Linked DNA regions of Podarcis muralis: region 1 is linked to region 2. Evidence: chromatin contacts called from public Hi-C data. All regions are on one chromosome and are shown on one strand. Each heading gives the region's core, a stretch centred on a gene start, on an enhancer-like site or on the middle of the called end of the contact. The rest is flanking DNA. Distances are from core to core; before and after follow the strand shown. Region 1 holds the start of OLFML1 (olfactomedin like 1). Region 2 holds the start of SYT9 (synaptotagmin 9).

What was found. A called contact is a pair of places that touch in the nucleus more often than the background predicts.
Region 1: a contact with region 2 is called in a Hi-C map of tail, with 2.1 times the contacts expected there. The contact joins the promoter of OLFML1 here to the promoter of SYT9 in region 2. A contact is called at or near these places in 2 of 3 Hi-C or Micro-C datasets (blood and tail).

Annotation. Positions count from the first base shown.
Region 1 is chr1:66,176,015-66,178,714 of rPodMur119.hap1.1, forward strand. It overlaps OLFML1 (olfactomedin like 1), which reads left to right and starts at 1,375. Exons shown (of 3, transcript XM_028730585.2): 1 at 1,375-1,785. The coding sequence starts at 1,660.
Region 2 is chr1:66,010,320-66,013,019 of rPodMur119.hap1.1, forward strand. It overlaps SYT9 (synaptotagmin 9), which reads left to right and starts at 1,446. Exons shown (of 7, transcript XR_013393181.1): 1 at 1,446-1,901.

The DNA of each region.
Region 1 (2,700 bases), core at 125-2,624, 170 kb after region 2:
CTGGCAAGTTGAAAATATGAGTGACACCAAAGCAGGGTTGGAAGACAAAGGAGAGAAGGGGAGGGGGGGAGAGACACACACTTTTTCTTATGTTCCCAGCTACTACTATTGCTATTTCTCTCTGACTCCCCATTCTGCCCCTTTTGATAGTTGTTTTTTTTAAAACTGGGAGGGAGGGAGGAAGGTAGATAGGTGGGGTTTTTATTTCCAATGGGTTTGTACAAATATTTACATTAAAGTACACTGTCGTAGCTTCCTGGCATCAGAATGTAGGCTCAAAGGCTAAATTCTGAACACTGTAACACATTTTTAAATGCATTTAATCAATAATACTCACATGCTAATACTTATGCCTCAGCGACCACAAAGAAATCACTTGTGTGATCTCTTTGCTGCTATCATCTCACACTTTCCAGTGTGATAAGTTTTTGAGGGTGCAGACCCCCTATAACCTCTACGTTCAGTGAAGGGTTAGAATTTGAGCAAACTTCTACATTCAGGAATTTAGCAAGGACTGGAAATAATGCCAGTTAGCTTCCTCATGAGGCTAGCCTCAGAAAGGCTCACTGGAGGTGGTCACTGAAGAAACAGAAGGCTGGTAATGGCCTGGTTTGTTTGATAATGGTAAACCATCAACAGAACATCAGACTCTCTGCAGGAAGAGGGACAGAACTCTATGAGCCCTGGCTGGGAAAAGCTGTACCAAGAGACTGGGGAGCATGGCTGGTTTCTGGACAGCCTATGAAGCTATGAGGGGTGTGACCAGGACTTTTTTCAGGGGGAACTCAAGGGAACTCAGTTCTGGCACCTCTCAGGTAGGTGCTATTGTCATTCTAAGAGAAAGAGGGAGGTGTTTATGGTGAGTTCCAGCACCTCTTTTTCTAGAAAAACAGTGCTGGGTGTGACAAGAGACACACTTGGGGTACAATGCTCTGCACCCCTTCTGTTGAAGGCGTTAGGTTGTAAATATGTGTAAATAAGGCGTATTTGGTAAGGACACTAGCCTCCATTGTGCCTCATTTTCCCTGGTTAAGTGCCAAGAAGCTAGAATCTCTCGCTACCTCCAGGCAGAGATTGGGGTGGTAACATTAGGGCTGGCATATATCCAGAATTTCCCAGACATACAGAAACAGTGTCCGGATATAGCTCAAAAACTTTGCCGGAAAAAAACTTTTGTGTTTGCATTTTCACTCTTTTAAATATGGCAACCCTAGGTAACAGTATTTGTCTGATATTTTTCTTACCTCAAAAATTGCATGGTATTTTGTGGAGGGTGAGAGGGGAAGTGGCCTTGTTGCACAAGAGCATGAAATCCACTTGAATCATACCTATCAAAACAGTGACAGTCTGGAAGCAGCTGAAGAATAATAGCTTTGGCTCAATACTGCTAGCCTACATGCGCTGCACAGCTCAGTTTTGAACATCTGGACCCAATCAAAAGATCACGAGCTGGAAAGCACTCCTAGAAACAAACTTATGTAGCTTAGAGCTTTGCAGAACTTTATTGTGCTAATGAGAGACTGTGGGAGCCTAAACAGCCATTTTAAATCACACAGTTGTTAAGTTTTGTCTTTGCTTGCACACAGCACAGTGCTGGGCAGATAGTAAACGGAAGCCTCTAGCGTCCGTGTTTAGGGTGTTTGAAGGTTTAATGCAACAATGGCAGCCATACAGCTCAGATTCTTATTAGTTTCATTCTTTACAAGTATTGCGGGAGAAGCACAATATGTAATGCAAGATGCTGGATTGGTGCATTACATGGACCGCCGAATTCTCTCAATAGAGGTATGTGGCTATATCAGTGATATCTGAAAAATGATTTGATTTTCTGTGTAAAGTGGATGTGTGCTAGGGAAATAAATTGCTTTCCTTTTAAAATGAGCTCCTTTTTATAACTGTAGCTTTGATTATGCACAGTAAAGGTATAAGGAACAGCCCAAATGCAAGGTTGTTTATGAAACTTGTTCCTGTTGATTTTATTAGCAAGTAAACATGCATGCTTGGAATGGGTGCAATCCAGCTAGAGTTAAAACACTTTTAAGTTAGTTGATTTTTCAGTGGAAAGCAAGCAAAGCTTTACAGTGTGCTGAACAAGGGCAGGATGGGATCTGGGATATTTTCACTCTTTGGGGGGGAGGAAATCCATTTGACAGTGTATGAAATTTGAATGCCACAAGGAGCCATCTACTCTTCAAACAGGACTTCCAATATCTCAATTTCTGACCTTTACTACATAGGTGTTCTGGTTAAGCTAAAGAGATTCATTGCATCCATTTTCACAATGCTAAGAGGGCAAATGAAAACTCCTGGATCTTGAAAACACACTTTTTTACTCTAGCAGTTGGGTCCCCAACATGATCACTGTGGGCACCATGGTACCCTCATACACCTCCTTGTTGACAAAGGTTGGGAACTCCTCCTGTAGCATTATGAATCATATGTAAATGTCAATGTAACAAGCAGTGCTATTTTTCTAGAAAAAGAGGTGCCGGAATTCACCATGAATACCTCCCTTGTTCTCTTAGAAAGCCAATGCCAGCCACCTAAGAGGTGCTGGAACTGAGTTTCAGCGAGTTCTTGCTGAAAGAAAGCTCTGGTAAGAAGCTTTAAGAAGTTATAATTGTTTCAACACTGCATGTGGGTTAGTAGAACAGGAGTTCGCTGTTAACTATGTATTGTACTAATTAGCAATGCAATTCT
Region 2 (2,700 bases), core at 196-2,695:
AAACAGTACTTCTGTCTTGTCAGGATTCAACCTCAATCTATTAGTCGCCATCCATCCTCCAACCGCCTCCAGGCACTCACACAGGACCTTCACTGCCTTCACTGGTTCTGATTTGAAAGAGAGGTAGAGCAGGGTAACATCCGCATACTGATGAACACCCAGCCCAAACCCCCTGATGCTCTCTCCCAGCGGCTTCATATACATATTAAAAGCATGGGGGAGAGGACGGGTCCCTAATGCACCCCACAAGTGAGAGCCCAAGGGTCTGAACACTCATCCCCCAACACCACTTTCTGGACACAGCCCAGGAGAAAGGAGCGGAACCCCCATATAACAGTGCCCCCAGCTCCCAGCCCCTCTCAACGATTTATATTGTCTATCACAATTTATATCGTGCTCTGAACACTCTGTTAAAAGTGGAAAGGCAAAGTATAAATTGGGGAAATAAATAAGCGTGCCGTGCCTCCATGATGTGACCCAACATAACCTGAAAATACATAGTATTACTTAGCAGTATGTATGCACCAGCATGTGAAACTACTTCATGCTATTTCACAAAATGGAGGGGGGGGGGCCTAGCAGGTGGTAAGATTCCTCTGGGGCACCAGCTGGTACTTTAAAGTAAGGATTAGCAGGTATATGTGTGCAGTTGAACCAGTTGGAAAATACTTAACCTATTTTGATCAAATGAAAAACAACCTCATGTGCGGCAAATTTTGTCTGTTTCAGTCCCCCCCCCCCACACTTAGCAAAATGAAACACTGAAATGTTCAGTGGAGGATTTCTCACTTCTCCAGTTTGGGAGTGCATGCCTGGGAAAAACAGAACCACCATTTTTAAAGTGGCTGACGAAAAGCGGGTGAGAGGCTTTGTGTGGCTTGACCTTTCACTGGAATAAAGAAGAAGAGAAGCATTTTGCTTCGCGTTCTTTGGGAAAATTGTGGGGCTTCCCCCTCACAATAGCCTGCAGGGCCCACTGCGTGGTGTACGGAGGGGCCCAGAAACCAAAGCCTGCACATTGTAGACTGAGGGGGGCGGAGAACCTGTGTGTGAAGGAAAACTGTGTTGCGAAAAGGAAACTTTTTATGAGAGAATTGTTTTTAAAAGCACCAAGATTAGGAATCAGCTTTGCTTTATTTGCCTTAAGAAAACAGCACTTTCTCTTCATGTGGCTCCCCACGTACTTGAGGAGAGGCAGCTGCTCCACGTGTGTGCTCAGAACGTCAGGTCTCCAGGGACATGTTGTTCCAGAAAAAGAAGGGCGGAGAAAGAAATGCGATAGCTGACAATCTTCGGGAAGGGGAGACACGGGGAAACGCCGAGCTCGCCTCAGCCTGGGCGCTGAGCGGAAGGAGGCGCCTTCCCTATTGGCGCCGGGCTGCTGCAGTGAGGCTCGCGGCCGCCAGGGAGAGCCGTTCGGGCGCCGCCTGGAGCCGAGCGAGGCGCGGCTGGCTGGGCGCCTGGCTTTGCGCGCAACTGGTGGCGGGGTCCTCCTTCTCCTCCTCGTGCGGGCGGGGTGGTCACGCCCGGCGGTGGCGGCTCCTGCACAGTGCCGAGGCCGGCCAGGCGAAGTTGGGCAGCGGCGGCGAGGAGGGGCGGCGTTGCTGCTGCTGCTGCTCCCTCTTCCCAGTATGCCGGCGTCTCCCGAGTTGCCTCGGCGGCGACGGCAAGCGGGCGGCCGGCAGCGGCAGCCGAAGAAGCGCGTGTGAGCGACCGGAGAGCTCCTCTCCACTCACAAGGATGCTGGGGGGCGATGCCTGGCGGCAGGGAGGACGAGATTTGCCAGAAAGCGCTGAAGCTGCTGGTCGAGCTCTGCTCCGACGGGACGGTGGAGAACGACCGCTGCCTCGAGTTCAACTACTACCTGCGGGACAGCGGCAGACCCCGGCCCACAGACTCCGGTAAGCGCCGCGATCCTGGGTGGTGGGGGGCCGGGAAGGAACTTCAGCGGGACAAGGGGCTTCAGTTCCCTCGTCGGAAATCTATAGGCGTCCATCGCAGGCTGGGTTTGGAGAGGTGGCGCGTCAGTGATTGCCTGATCCCATCCCTCCATTTTTCAGAAATCTCCCTCCGCCCTGATTTTGAGGCGACCAGGACTTTACTCCTAAATGGTGAGGCCGGGGTTGATGTTCCCGGTCTGTGCAGCCAGAGAGCCCGCCGTCCTCCTAGACGCAGCGCCCAACCCTAGTCACATTTAGGCGCCAAACCCATTGTTTCAATGGAATCTTACGTGCTGATTTGCATGGATGCAGAAATGAATCCTGTTGATTTTCACAGAACTTGCTCTTAAGCATAGCTTTAGAATCATGGGTTTGCATTCTGATATTGGACCTGCTCACTCAGAGAGAAGCCCTGGGAGTTGAGTGAGAGTTGTTCCCATGTAACACGTGTGTGTGTGTATACAGCGTTGCAGACATGGTCATCGGGCAGAGTTAAAGTACCATCTCTGAACTATTTTTAGATCCTGTGAATTTCTATTGCTGCTGTAAGACCAGCACGTATGCAGGACTGTCGGAATCAACACATCTCCAGGAACCAAATCATGGCTGTGGCTCTGGTTGAACTCCGAGTGGGACCAGGGCAGTGTGTTCAAAAGGCATCACATGCTGGGTAGCTCTTAAGCTATTCAGATCTTACAGGAATTGTTTCTTTGCCTTGCTTACACAAGCACGCGCACGTGCACAACAATCAAATAAAATG